Regions from separate parts of the Mus musculus genome. Here regions 2, 3 and 4 are each linked to region 1. Evidence: chromatin contacts called from public HiChIP or PLAC-seq and capture Hi-C data. All regions are on one chromosome and are shown on one strand. The core of a region is the stretch at or near the end of the contact, and the rest is flanking DNA. Distances in the headings are between cores, read along the strand shown.

The links. HiChIP or PLAC-seq counts read pairs in DNA pulled down with a chosen protein or histone mark. Capture Hi-C pulls out chosen DNA fragments and counts their contacts.
Region 2: a contact with region 1 is called in a capture Hi-C map of embryonic stem cells, with 2.4 times the contacts expected there. The contact joins two enhancer-like sites. A contact is called at or near these places in 1 of 115 datasets of contacts at active chromatin or transcription factors (bone marrow-derived macrophages) and 2 of 9 other capture datasets (adipose tissue and embryonic stem cells).
Region 3: an H3K27ac HiChIP or PLAC-seq map of extraembryonic endoderm stem cells shows a contact between it and region 1, with 5 times the contacts expected there. The contact joins the promoter of Efr3b here to the enhancer-like site in region 1.
Region 4: a capture Hi-C map of embryonic stem cells shows a contact between it and region 1, with 2.0 times the contacts expected there. The contact joins two enhancer-like sites. A contact is called at or near these places in 1 of 484 Hi-C or Micro-C datasets (bone marrow-derived macrophages) and 1 of 9 other capture datasets (embryonic stem cells).

What each region holds. Positions count from the first base shown.
Region 1 is chr12:4,718,476-4,722,076 of GRCm38.p6, forward strand. Fam228a (family with sequence similarity 228, member A) reads right to left here. Exons shown (of 8, transcript NM_029107.3): 7 at 102-243. Among named protein-coding and RNA genes, the nearest start is that of Fam228a, 18 kb to the right of the region's middle. Within about 2 kb of position 1,611, at least 39 of the 459 cell types and tissues checked have an H3K27ac peak or open chromatin away from gene starts, as enhancers often do. A contact at or near this core is called in embryonic stem cells and extraembryonic endoderm stem cells, where this site is marked.
Region 2 is chr12:3,869,783-3,873,383 of GRCm38.p6, forward strand. Dnmt3a (DNA methyltransferase 3A) reads left to right here. Exons shown (of 23, transcript NM_007872.4): 5 at 3,053-3,096; 6 at 3,500-3,601. Among named protein-coding and RNA genes, the nearest start is that of Dnmt3aos, 9.3 kb to the left of the region's middle. Within about 2 kb of position 2,044, at least 157 of the 459 cell types and tissues checked have an H3K27ac peak or open chromatin away from gene starts, as enhancers often do. A contact at or near this core is called in embryonic stem cells, where this site is marked.
Region 3 is chr12:4,037,332-4,040,932 of GRCm38.p6, forward strand. Efr3b (EFR3 homolog B) reads right to left here and starts at 1,584. Exons shown (of 23, transcript NM_001082483.1): 1 at 1,373-1,584. The coding sequence starts at 1,379.
Region 4 is chr12:4,178,890-4,182,490 of GRCm38.p6, forward strand. All of the region lies in intron 2 of Adcy3 (adenylate cyclase 3), which reads left to right. Among named protein-coding and RNA genes, the nearest start is that of Adcy3, 47 kb to the left of the region's middle. Within about 2 kb of position 1,777, at least 28 of the 459 cell types and tissues checked have an H3K27ac peak or open chromatin away from gene starts, as enhancers often do. A contact at or near this core is called in embryonic stem cells, where this site is marked.

The DNA.
Region 1 (3,601 bases), core at 361-2,860:
GAGGGACGGCTCTGCCAGGCTCCACACTGGCACTGGTGCTCCCTGCACAGTGGGTATTGCAAACCTCGCCCAACCAGCCCCACTCCCAGAGCTCAGCTTACCAGACCCTTCTTTTCAGCCTCTTTGATATCCTGGCTGAGCCTTGAGGCTCTGAACTGCCTTTCAAAAACAAGCTGGCTTCGACTGACAGTCTTCTCTTCCTTAGGCAGATGAGACTTTAATGTAAAGACAGGTTTTTCAGAACTGAGAAAAGAGGGGGGGAAAATCTCAACTCAATTCTACCATTCAAACGTTATTCGATGAATATGCTATTCATTTTGTGAAAAGAAAGGTCTGGCTAGACATCGCTGGTGCCTGGCCATCTGCTCTGCTAAGGATAATGTTCCCTAACGGTTCACATGGGAATGCTGTGGACCTTAAGGATGAGGTTAGAGTAGAGTTGCTGAAGTCTGAGGGTGAAGGGACTGTGGAACTCTGTTCTCTTCCTTCCCCTTTCTCCCTGTTTCCTGAGCAGTCTAACCCTACAGAAACTCCTGCTGCACTGTGCTGCCCTATCAGAGGCCCAAAGCAATTGAAGCTACTTGATTTCAAACTTTATCCTTCCAAACTGTCAAGTGCCACAGGTGAGTCACGCCTTTCTCCAGCTGAGGAGGCGCATCAATCCTGAGACCACGCTTGAACAGAGATGCCACCAGGCAGCCTGTAGGTCCTTAGACCAGGAAGCTAGGGAGAATGCACAATTCACCGGCAGCACATACACAAAGCAGAGAACAGAAACTAAGCCGTTTGTTAAGGAGAAGCGACAGTAAGAAGCAAGGTCTCTGGAGGAGAGGACAGGGGCCGCGGTCCTCAAGCTGCTGGGCTTTCTCGATGATTAGATAAGGGGCCTTCTCCACTTTTTCACTTGAGACAGATTCTGCTTTTTGCAATCCACTGCTCCTGGTTAGTCTAGTGAATCACTCTCAAGTTCTTTCCTTTGTTAAACGAGGCACCCTCCAGAAGATTTGTCCTCTCAGAGAGACGCGGCCTATCCCTACTGAGGAGATAACCCTTCTCTTTCCCACCCCCTTATCTATCTCATAAGAATTTGTTCATTGTCCTCTAGCCACTGAAAACATCAAGATAAACAGGACACAGCCCTGCTGGTGTGGGTTGCCCTGCTGCTGTTTGTATTTGATGTTAATTCCACTTCCTCAAGAGGAGCTGCCCCAGGAGTAGATCATGCCCTCAGGTGACATCACTGACCCTTCCCCCCATTCTGACCGGTCACATTAAGGCTAGGGCCTATGATCGGGCAGTGGAGGGGAAAGGTGGGACAGGGAGTCTCAGAGAACAGAGGAAGAGGAGGAGGAAAGAAGATAGAACAGAATCACATGGCCTGGACAAAACACAAACGAGGGATCTCGTAGCTGGGGAATAAATCAATATAGTGATAGATCTGCCTGATCTAGACGTATAGCTTATAAATATAATAATTAGATTATATGTTCTTTATACGGGCTTATTAGGGTAAGAAATTACCACAACACCCAACTCTCTAGGTCGGCTTGTTGAGGGGCGGTACTGTAGAGGAATTTCCCTTAATTATCTGATTGGCTGAGAAAGATGAAAAATAGCCAATCACTGGGCAGAAAATGAGGAGGCGGGTTTTCCCGGGCAAGACAAGAAGAGCCGAGGAGGAGTTTGAGGAGTCTGCAAAGACAGAAGGGGAGAGCTGGAAGGAAGATGGGGCAGAAGCGCATGGCCTGGAGAAACTGCAAGTAGCAGGGATTTCATAGATGGGAAGGAAAGTGGTGTAGAGGCATATCTGCCCAATATGGATGTGCAGTTTATAAATATACTACTGAGTTGCATTTTCCTTGCTTGGGAGTACTGAGGTTGGAGATTTACCGAAACAAAATGGCGTCGATTAGAACTCAACTAATCTGAGATAAAAGATCACTGCCCCTCCCCCTCCCCCCTAATACAAGGCTGGGGCAGCCATCTAGGCTGCAGCAGTGTGTAGATTGAAAGCTGACTGGGTCTGAGGGGCCTACAGAGAACTGCAGAGAGGCTCTCTCCCCAAGCCCCAGGTAGACAGCTGCCACCAGGGGCAGCACTGCATCCTGGAACTGGACTTGGGCAGACACAGTGAACTGATTGGGGCATCTACACCCGCCTGAGAGAGCCTTTCTGTGTTTGCTTCCCCGTATCCCCGGCATCTACAAAGGACATGGACAGCCAGACTCTGAATTGAACACAGAGGGAGACAAAGGTACAAAGGGCTCTGGATGAGGTAATAAGCATCATACATCGATAGTTACAGATAAGAAACACAGTAAATACCTTTTGGGCTTTAAGGGATGATATTCTAAATGGTTTGACAGGGATGGATTTAAAGGAAATAGACACCTTGTCATTTATTGAACTATTTATCCTCTTGATCTACTATGTCTTCTCAAAGGACAGGGACCTAGATAAAAAGATTACAGGGAACACTAGAACTAAAGGTTCTGGATTTTATAGGTCAAGATAAGCAACAGAAAGAAGAAAATAAAGGTTGGCCACAGGAGCTGGAAGAGACACTAGAAAAAAGGATTCAACAATTCACACATCAAATTGAACAGCAAGGAGACAGAGATAAAATTTGGAAGCAAAGTCTAGAGGATAATTTACTAAATCAACATAAGGCAGATGCCACCATATCAGAATTACAACATAAAGAGAAGCTAAGATTGTGGAAGGAGGGCCTAGAACAGAAGATACAGGTAATTATAGAGCAAAATGAACAACAGAAAGAAAAATTTAAGACTTGGCAACCTGGCCTAGAGGAAACACTAGAGTTGAAGACACAGGAAATTATAGATCAGAATAAGAGACAGATAGATGAAAATGTTCTAGCTAGAAAAGATGCTAGAACAAAGGACAACAGCTCACAGATCAGACTGAGCAGCAGAGAGAAAATAATGAGAATTGGAAGCAAGACTTGGAGAATAACCTTTTAAAATTAATCAATCAAAAATAAAATGGATAACAAAATAAAGAAAAAATTAAAATGTGGAGGCAGAACCTTGAGCAAAGAATACAGGAACTCAAAGAATGGGAGGAGCGGCAAAAAGAGAGATATGAAGCATGGACACAAACCTTAAGGGGAGAATTTTAAAATCTCAGTTAAGGAAAATTCTCAGAGAGAAGATAAAATTAGAGAAAACCAACAAACGGTTATTAGAAAACAAACTTTAGCTTATCCGGTTAGTATACAACCAAGACTTCCAGATGATGATCATCCACAGGGTTATTAGGAATTCGAATGGCAACTCGTGGATGTGTTAGATGAGGAAATTTAAGGAAAGTGTCACTAATTTTGGAATGCATTCTCCATTTGTAAAACAAATTCTGACTTCTTGGTCTATTAAAAATAGAGTAATCCCCCAAGACTGGAAGGATATTGCAAAAGCAATACTAGAACCTGCATCATTTACAATCGTTTGCATGGTGGGGAGAAGAGGCGAGGAGGATAACATGAAATAGATCCAGGAGTAGAGAGATTTCCGAAGATCAGCTGTTTGGTGAAGGCTGCTTTGCTGAGGTGCAGGCTGTATCTGATGAAGAAACTCTGGCA
Region 2 (3,601 bases), core at 794-3,293, 850 kb before region 1:
AGTAGGGAAGGCAGGTGTGGCACCTCACACTTGTAGTCTCAGAACTTGATAGGTGGAGGCACGAGGGTCAGAAGTTCAGGTCACTCTTGTCTTATAGCTTTGGAGGCCAGATTAGGATACATAAAACCTAGTAACGGAGGAGTGGGCTGAGAGTCAGCCAAGGCTGCTCTGCTCAGAGTGAGCGTGAGGACAAACACGAGCCAGTAACCATGCTTAGAGTAAATCTAGCGCCTGCCCTGTCACCTGGATATTGTCTCACTGTAAAGAGAACTTGGAGTAGTCTTTACTGGATAGTCTCTGGCCAACAGGTTAAGTGCTTGAAGCCCCTGACCTCCTCTGTCCCCAGGACCTGAGGTAACTTGGAGTCATGTTCCTGTCCTCCAGAGCCACTCTGGAAGGCACAGGCACCTAGCCCAGGGACCCTGAGTCTGAGCCAGGAGCATATGGGAGTAAGAGCTCTGGTGTTCAGAGACAGACAGTTTGTGGTCTGCTGGCCAGACTGGAGAGGGGAAGAGTGTTTGCGTGAGCGCGTGCGTGCATGTGACTGACAGTGAGAAAGCTCATGTAGGTATGCGCAGTCTTTCAGGGAAAAAATTCCAGAAAGAAGCCAGTTGGAAACTTTTTCAAGAAGTCTCCATTTGGAAGACTCCGGGCCTGGATGACTGGCAAAGGACACAAGGGATAATGGTGGCAGTGCAGGTCAGTCAGAAGCCCTGAAATCCACTCACGGCCTCTGTTGCCTGTTGTGAAATATTTAGCAAACTCAACCATGTCTTCTTTTCAGGTAAAATTTTCTTGTAGTCTAATGAATAAATCAGGCCAAACAGTGGTGGCCCACACCTTTAATCCCAGCACTCAGGAGGCAGAGGCAGGTGGACTGCTGAAGTCAAGGCCAGCCTGGTCTACAAACTGAGTTCCAGGACAGCCAGGGCTACACAGAGAAACCCTGTCTCGAAAAAAACAAAAAATAAAAATAAAAAATAATGAATAAATCAGTCCTGGTAAACGTAGTTAAAAAACACTGGGGTAGGAAGGAGTGATATTCAGGAAACTCCTAGGTCCCGTACATAGTCTAATAGCCTGGGCCAGCTTGGATTCCTCACTCACTACCCTCCTCTGGCTGCTGCATGGTTGCTGCAGCAGCTGTTGCAGCCTCAGCAGGAGCCGCGATCCAGGGCAGGCACCCCCTTCTGGCAGCCTAGGTCATGGGCTGAGCACCGAGGTCCGAGGGAGGGGCTTGCCCTAGAGGTGGGAGGCCCAGAGCAGGCCTGAGGGGGAACCCCGTGGAAAGTGGGGAGCAGACTTGTGGGTGAGAGGACATGGAGGAAACGGGGAGGAAGAGACGTGGTGGATGAGATATGCCTTAAAAGGCCAACCACGTACCCTGTACTGGGAGGGCGTACACCCCCCACCCACACAAGGGTTACAGCCACCACGCTCCTCCCACACACCACCTCCACGAGGCCCAGCGACACGCCTGCCTACCACGGGGTTCACAGCCCACGGGGTAACCAGCAGGGGCTCTGCCCTCCCCTTCTTTCTCCCTCCCTCCCTCCCTTCCTCCCTTCAGCCCCTCTAGATGGAGCCCGGCACACGTGGCGATACAGAGCGTTCTGGGCAGGTGCAGAGAGAAACCTCAGGTCTGTCTGTTGACAGTAGGGGAAAGATCCAAGCTAAAGATTCAGAGCCATAAATGCTGTGGGTGGTTTCCACTTCTGAGCTAGGAGATGTACCAGGGGCTGTTTTTTTTCTGTTTGGGGCTCTTTGTTTTCGTACCCACCCACCTCCAACCCCCCACCCCATGCACACCAAGCTACATGAGCCAACCTTAGCGACCTTCCTGCTCTGGGCCCAAGCCCTGTATTTTCTCAGTCTCAAAGAAAAGAATTGAGGCACCTAGGTGAAGAAAGGCGGCCGAATTTTCCCTACTTAATAGGAAAAGCCATACAGCCAGCTGCCTGCCGCGGAGCTGCCGGGAGAGGAGCCAGAGAAGCGTGCAGAAATGGCAGGAAGATGTCACTGCCCTCGTGTCCGGCCTATGCGGGCACAAAGAGTCCTTCCTAAAGATGGCGCTGTGGAGACCGCTGCTCCCAGCCCAGATGTCCCTCCCAGGAACTGGGATCAGTGCCCAGTCCCGGAACTTTGAGAAAAGCCAAAGAAACAGAGAAACGTGTGCATCAGGGAGTTCCTTAGGGAAGGGAAGCATGCTGACAACGTACCTACTGTGCGCCAAGCCCTGTTCATGCACTCATTGCTCACACCAGTCCTTAGAACATGTCACTTTGGATCAGTGAGGACACAGCAGAGGTTGGGGGGGGGGGGTCATGGTGAAGAGGGGATCCAGACTTAGCTGGGTGGCACATACCTTTAATCCCAGCACCTGAGAGAGGCAGATCTCAGTGAGTTTGAGACCAGCCTAGGCTACAGAGCAAATTCCTAGACAGCCAGGGCTACATGGAACAACCCTGTCCCCATCCCCCACCCCCAAAAATCCTTATCTTAACCTGAGAAAGAGCCAGGAATGGAGGGCAGTTTCCATGTTGGTAGCAGGGCCATACCATTTAGAACTGTTTGTAATTGGAGCTGTTTCCTGGGGTCTATTCCCACTGGCCCATTGTCTGTGCCCCAACACCTTTTCCTACCCCATGAGAAAGGAGTAACAGCCTGGTTCCTTCAGCCCAACCCCTGCTCTGCCCCTCCACCCTCCTGCCCCTGCTCTGCCCCTCCTCCCTCCTGCCCCTCGCTCTGAGTGAGGGCTGGGGTCAAGCAGCAGGTGATGGCTACTTCAGAGCCCCTTTTGTGTACTTGAGACCAGGGTCCAAAGGCCAGAAGCCATGCCCCTGAGTTCTGTCTTCTTCCTGTGTTCTTGGGCCCGGAACCTGGACCAGGGTCTCTTTGCTCCAGGCCTTGCCTGGCACACGGGTATGGTCTGTGTGGACGGCACATGAACAAGCAAACACTAGGAGGACCCTGATCCCATGGAGGCCCCCAGGCTCCTCTGAGCCACCCCCGTGACTCCGTCAACAGTCCTCTTGTTCTTCCCTTTCCACAGGCAAAGAACAGAAGCAGACCAACATCGAATCCATGAAAATGGAGGCAAGTGTTTTCCTCACCCACAGGGGCCCTGTGGGTCCTGATTCTAGAAGAAAACCACCTCTCTGATGGACTGTGGCGAGTGTGTGTGAGGGGCCCGAGGGTGGGTCCTGCCCCATCTTTGGTTGTTCCTTGTGAGAGGGAGAGGAAGTGGGGGTGGAGGTTGGAAGTCCCCTAGTGAGGCAGCCAGCTCATCCCCCTCCAGAGGTCAAGCACTTCCCCTCTCTGCCTTGTTCATGAGTCCCTGCCAACTCCTAATCCCTCCTCAGAGGGTCAGCCCCTCTGGCCAGGAACCAGAATTTCTATACTCTGGGATGAGTGACCCCTCTCAGTTTCCCCTCCAGGAGGAATGAACCCTGCAGAGTACCTGTGCCCACCTTAATACCTGCCTGTCTCTCTGTCCTAGGGCTCCCGGGGCCGACTGCGAGGTGGCTTGGGCTGGGAGTCCAGCCTCCGTCAGCGACCCATGCCAAGACTCACCTTCCAGGCAGGGGACCCCTACTACATC
Region 3 (3,601 bases), core at 334-2,833, 680 kb before region 1:
GGGGGTGGGGGGGGGGGCACAGACAGAATAAAAGAGGTCTATGGCTCTTTCTACCTCCCAACAGGCAAAGCCCAAGTCCAGTCACCTTTCAGAGTCCCCACTGGTTATGGGTCCAGCCGCTGAGGACATCTCCCCTCCCCCCATTTGCTCCACCCAAGAGAATTAATGCTAGCTGAGAGGACCTGCTGACACCTCTATAAGAATCATAGTGTGGCTGTGTAACCAACTGACCTGGGAAGGAGATGCAAGGCAAAAAGTTAAGTCTTTGTCTTCTAAATAGGGGGCTCACCAACTGCTGACTCTTTTCAGCATGCTCTCTGTGCTAACAAACTTTGTGACTCATGGTCTGTTCGCAGAGGCAGCCAGCAGCCTTAGAAATGGGTTAAATTGGGAACATGCACTTCTAGATCACTCACTCCTCAGGTGCAGCCCGAGCCCCTACCCTGCAGTAGGAGACGGAGAACAGGGCTCCAATTCTTCTGCTGGCCTCAGAATAACTACCAGAGACCTGGGCTCTAGTAAACTGTGTCCACAGGAATACACGCACACATGTACCCTTGGTAGAGAGCCGATTCCTAGACTAGTCCACTCTTATGATCTGCAAAGTGGGACCCCAGGAGCGCTTTCCTCATCCACGCTGCCTGTAGAACCCGAGAAATTCTTGACAAATGAGCAAGCAGAGCCTTGAACCGTGAGGGTCTTGGAGCTGCCACACATTCGTGGGGGCGGTGGCTGCGTAATTGGGAGAAACCCTCGAAGCAGCATCTCTCCCCATCAGCCCTCCATAGGGCCAATCTGGAAGTTGGGAAGCCTGAATACCATTAGCAGCAGTGTTAGGTAGAGGCCAAGTCCACCCAGCTCAGAGAGATGAACCTCCAGCGCCGGCTCGCTCGCCAGCTCCTGCACTGCCGGCGCCGCCTCCCACATCCAAGGAGCCTGGCAGCAGACTGGCAGTGAGCAGCTCTCCCCTACCCTGGACCACTTTCGCGCATCAAACTCCCAAGCACAAGCCTCTTTGTTAATTCTGCAAATACTGTCACCCGATCACCTCCACCAACACTGTCGGCTCAGCTCCGAAGATACTCGCTTTTTCCAAAGCCGGGTGCCTCTCAGCCATCAGAGTCCCTACCTGGCGACGGACCACCGCCCCTAGCGCCTGCACACGCCTGCCCGAGGGATCTCAGGGGACCAGAGAGTCCCCCGGCCTAAGGCATCTTTGTCCTCTCGGCACAGACGTACGCACAGGCGACTGAACCAGCCTAGCCTGGCACCAAGTCGGCATTCTCGCTTTTGCGACGGGGGCCACTCCGGGGGACAAAGGTCCGTGTCTGGAAGTTTGCGGGCCCGAGCCGGGGCGCCAAGCCCTCCTTACCGTACATCTCCGCGGGGAGCGCGCCTCTGGGGAGGCCGGCGTAGCCGCGTCGCTGGCTGCTAGTCCTGGCCGCTCCTGCCTTTCATTCACAGCCCGGCGGGCTCAGGCGGCTGCGGGCGGAGACCGGGGCGCGGCGGGAGCAGCCGATGGGGGGCCGGCGGCGGGCGGGACAGAGCGGGACGCCACCCGCCCATTCAGCGACGAGGTTGGCTGCCGCCTCCTGCTCTGGTCCGCAAGCTAGGCGGCGCGCAGGGGGCGGAGCTGTGTTCTGCCACGCCCCGCCCCCTTGGCCACTGGCGGGCTGCCTCAAGAGCCCCGCCTCCATCCCGGACCCTCTCCTTTCCTCAGTATGGGGCGAGCCTTTTTACCTACCTGACGCCCCAGGAAGCCCAGGTTCTTCGTTCACTCAGTAGATCATCCATCCGAATTCCAGCTCCTGGCTCAGCTCTTACGCGGGTCGCTGACGTGTCCTTCAAACTGATGACACACACACACACACACACACACACACACACACACACACACACACACACACACACACACACCCCACACCAGGTCAGCCGGGCGCTGGAAGCTGCAGGTGTGCTCTATTCAGTCTGCTCAAACGAACCGGCTTAGGGAACCTAAGGAGCAGAAATTGAGGCATAACCCTATTCTTTCTGCGGGCCCCAAACTCTGTTTGCTACCTGGGTCAGGTATTCAGGAAATACAGCACACTCCCAACCTCCAAGGCTGCAGGAAGTCCGCTTGGTTTTTCCTCTCCAGATTTGTGTAATCTGCAAGCTTTGCAGCCAGCATCCCCTCCACAAAGGGACTTAAACCCCAGGCCAACGCCCCAGCCCTGGATATCTCTGCCTTCTGTTTCTCTGGCTTTTCTATTTCTATTTCTTAATTTCTCCTCTTGCCTCTTGCTGGAGGCTTTCTGTTTTCTTCCCGACCGTAAAAATTAGAGAAGGGCCTGAATGCAATGACCTTCGTTTTGTTTGTTTGTTTGTTTGTTTGTTTTGTTTTGTTTCGTCTTGTTTTTTGAGACAGGGTTTCTCTGTCGGCGCCTCTTTGAGCCTTGCTTCGTGTTGAGAAATTTCATGAACCTACAGTACATAGTGGGCACCACATATTGTTTTCTTTTTCTTTTTTTCTCCCCCAAAGCAAAGATCAAACCAGAGAGATCCAGTCCTTGGATTTGGAGACGGTGCTCAAGACAGTGCTCACTGCACCCCAAACCAGCATTTTCTATTTTTCTTTGGCTTCATTTCCCCAGACACATCCACCAACCCACCTGCACCTCTCCTAATCTGATGCTTCCTGTTGCCTTGATAAACAGAATGACCAAAAAAACACTTGGTTAAGAAAGGGTTTATGTCATATTAAACTTTACAGTCCATCACTGGGGGAAGTTGTCCTGGTTTGAACGGATTGTAGTGGAATATGAAGAGTCCCTGTAGGCTCTTATATTTGAATGCTGGTCCCTCATTGGTAGAACTGTTTGGGGGAGGATTAGGAAGTGTGTTCTTGTTGGGGGTGTGTGTGTCAATGGTCAATGGAGATGGCCTTCGAAGTTTCAAAAGCCCACACTAGTCCAGCGCTCTCTCTCTCTCTCTCTCTCTTTCTCTCTCTCTCTCTCTCTCTCTCTTTCTCTCTCTCTCTCCCTCATGCTTGTTGACCAGATGTAAGCTCTGATCCACAGCCATGCCTGCCTGCCTGCCTGCCTGCTGTGCTCTCCACCATGATGGCTGTGGACTCTACCCTCTGGAAATGTGCGCCCTGAACTGAATTGTTTCTTGTATAACCTGTCTTGGCTATGGAGACAGGATATTGGGATCAGCAATAAAAAAGGAACTAAGACAGGATTCTTCCCTAAAGTTACATGGCCAGTAAGCAATTTCTGGAGTGATGTAGCTGCCTGCGTGCTGCACCAGGGCACCAGCGGTGCAGCTTTTAGTTAGTCCCCTTGCTGGGTGGGCTTTCCAGTGGCAAAACTGCCTAGTTCCTTGTGCTCCTGTACGTGACCCCAACAAACTCCTCGGCCCATCAAGATAGACTTGGGTTGGATTATTTCTTTGGTCTGTTGATATCTTTTCTATCTGGGTTTAATAGAAATAAGCTCTCAGAAAAAAATAACACAACAGAGACAGTGTAAAATCAAAGGGCTGGATTCAAGAGTCCTATCCTCTAGAGCAGGTGACTGCGAGGACAGAGGAAAGGAAAAAAATCAGCTCCTTAGGGGGA
Region 4 (3,601 bases), core at 527-3,026, 540 kb before region 1:
GCGAGGAACAAAGTAGTTTGGCCTCATAGCCTGGCCCTGGCCCCTGCTTCCCTGCAGAGCAGAGCTGTGTCTGCCAACTCCAAAGGCTTATTGATGTGTCTTTCTGAGCATGATTCTGGCATGAAAGGGGAGTCAGGCCAGGCATCGTGGGTGGTCCAGTAGCTGAATGGAGTAGATATCCGAGTGGACTTGGGGTCTCTCTCTAGTCTCCCCTCAGCTCCATGGGCATGTTAGTGCGGAGCCAGAGGCCCAGAGGGAAGAACTTCCATTACTTGTTGTGACTCCCATGTGACCTACTTTGGGGATTCGTTTGGGACCTTGAGAGTTGCTAAGCACCCCAACTGGCACCTGGCAGCAGAGGCACTCAGAACATCACACCTGTTGCCAGGCACAAACTTTAGAATTATGAAGTACCTGAATCACCCCCAGAAACACTTAGCAGGCACGGAAAATAAAGAAGGAGGAATGAGGGGCATGGAGAAGTGACAGGGGAGCCTCCTCAGGGCACACCCTATCCTTCAGAAGGCGGGGGGGGGGGGCGAGGGGGGGAGGGCTCCTCTCAGCCCCCACACCCCAGCACCTAGGAAGCTGCATCCAGGCTCCAGTGGAGATGCTGGCTGTACAGGGTTATAAGAGAGCTGTCCACTGTCACTAGCTGTGTGCCCTGGGAATCATGGCTTAGGAGACACTACTTCTGTGGCGCCCACACAGGTGAACACTGCTGTAACCTGCTTCTCTCAGCCTGCCTCTGCCTGGGTCTTGATCCTTCATGTGAGGTCTGCTGCTGTTCTGAGCCAGGACTTTACCTGTTTGCCACAGGATTGGGTTTCTCTCCCTCCGAGAGCCGAGAACTCTAGGAGAATGCACTGCTTCATAGGCTCAGTGCCTGAATATCCTTGTCCTCTGACCTTTACTGCGTGCCCCAAGTCCTTCGGCTGTTAGGGCGTGGCACAGAGTCCCCTTAACCTTGAGCCTTGTTCTCTTGGAGGCCATGGGGGAGGGGAGAATCAGGTTTCTAGTACCAACCCCAAAGTTGTCCTGGCAACAGTGAGGTGAGGGTGATGGGCCTGCTTCCTTGGGGAGCAGCTCAGTGGGGAAAGATGGTTGGTGTGGGCAGAGAGCAGCGCACCTCCTCTCTCCACAGGGGTGTGGCCTCTTCCTCTTGGCACTGGACCTCAGTATCCCCAGTGTTGAAATTCCAGTGTTGAAATTGGGTGGGTCACCTGATAGGGCCACAGAGCATTAATTTGGAAATACACTTTCATTTTAATTTGGAAATACACTTTCATTTTAGCCTCTAAACAGAAACACTCTTTTTTTGTTTTGTTATTTTTTGTTGTTGTTTTTCGAGACAGGGTTTCTCTGAGTAGCCCTGGCTGTCCTGGAACTCACTCTGTAGACCAGGCTGGCCTCGAACTCAGAGATCTGCCTGCCTCTGCCTCCCGAGTGCTGGGATTAAAGGTGTGCGCCACCATGTCGGGCCAGAAACACTCTTGAATACAGTTAATATCCTTAGCTTTTGTTTTAGCTTTGAAATCCCTTGATGTGAGGAAAGCCAGAAGGCGCCTCCCCTTGTTGTACGTGTTGTACGATGAATACTGGTTTCTCTGTGGCTTTAGTTTCCACCACTTGGACTTTACAGGGTGTTCTTCATGCCAGTATTTCAGAACCTAGCAAGGCACATCCCTGCTTCAGGCAGCTGGGGCGAGGGGGCTCCTGGTGAGGAGGGCTCTGTTGTGCTGTGACTCCTCCAGGCAGCAGTGATGACGTCAGCACTTTTAAGCCACTCCTCCTACTGAGCCCTGCCTCCCAAGCCCTGTCTACCTGAAGTCTGTCTTCTGAGCCTCTGCTGGCTCAGCAGCTTTCCAGTCTTGACCACCACTGCTGGCGTCATATCCTTCAGCATATCCTGTGGTCTGTGGCCACAGCTGGGAGCATCTCCTGTCTGGCTGTGGCTAGTAATCCAGGTAGTCTATTAAATGCATAATTAATAATTAGAAATGTCTACATCCTCTATGGCAACCTGGGCTTTTTACTACCTTGCCAAGTGTCTGTAAATTTTTCCTGTTTGAGACGAGTCTTACTCTGTGGCCCAGGCTAGCCTTGAACTCATAGCACTCCTGCCTTAGCCTTCCGATTGGGCATCACAGGTGTGAATGAGCCACCATGCTGGGTTTCAGAGTGAGACATAGATTCTCATTCTAGTTGAACCATTTGTCGCTTGGCCCTGAGAAGTTACTTATGTGCTCTGAGCCCCAGCTTCTCTGTGAAGTGGTAATAGAGAATAGGATGGTTAAGAAGTCCATGAGAGCCTGGAGAGATGACTCAGTGGTTAAGAGCATCTACCGTCATTGCAGATGACCTGAGTTCATGGTCCTAACACCCATCCATCCAGTCAGGGGACCCACAACTGCCTGTAACTCCGGGGAATCTAATGCCTTCTTGTCTGCAGGCTTCTGCATGCATATACATATACTGGCAGGTAGACAGACAGACAGACAGACAGACAGACACACACACACACACACACACACACACACACACACACACAAACAGAGTAAGCATACATTTTAATTCAGATCACTAGTATCCAGGGCCACCTTCCACGAGGACATGGTTCTGAGCATAGATTCTGTGGGGGTGGCTGGCAGAAAATACATCCGTATGAGCTACAGAGCAGGGAAAGGAACTTACCAGGCACCACAGGTAGACGGAAGTTGGTATCAGTATCTTGGGCCAGGGAAAGCTTTCTTGAGGTAATGTGGAGTGGAGACCTGCAGGTGGTGAGCAGCAAGCCATGGGGAGGGTGGCAGCATGGGAAAGAACCTGGGGTGAATCCACAGGACACATGGAACACAGTGCTAGGAACAGAAGGAGATGGGGATGGGGTGTGTCCATCGGCAGGAACACAGGACAGTGGAACAGGAGAGGGAGGGAGGCAGAGATCCTGTGAGCCACAACCTGGAGCCTGCAGTCCTGGAGAGAGCCTTGGCTTTGTGCTGAGGAGAGCTAGGATTAGCCATCCCAGGAATTCAAACAGTGTAGCTATTGATGGGGAAGAGATAGCCAAGGAAGCAGGGAGATCAGAGGGATATGGTAGCCCAGATCAGGACCTTGATGGTAGAAGCTAAGTGCTTTACAGCTAGGTGAACCAGAGAGTGGGGAATTGAGGATAGAGAGGGAGTATTGGGGGTTATTGGAGAGGTGGACATCCCACATGGGCATTCTCAGTGAATTAACCACACAGCTGGTAGGTTTGAGGGCTGAGAACCATGTTAGTAAACTCTTGCATGGGCCCTGCTGGGTAAGAGGGTATATAGGGCCTCCTAATATGTTGGTGGGCTCAGTGGAAGCTGTTGGTCATGCAGCTCCTGGCAAGCCTTTGATTGCATCCACCAGGGTCTTATGATAGGCAGGTTTCTCCTGAAAGGCCTTCCTCCAGCCTTCTCTCTGTCCCAGGGTCACTGGGGCTTAGCAGAAGCTACCCAGAAGGGTACGGCCATTGCCTCACCATTCTAGTCAGGAGTTCTGTTGCATGTATGGTATAGAACATGATATGATGCATCCAAATTAATGAAGGAGGCCTGAAGTATAGGAACTT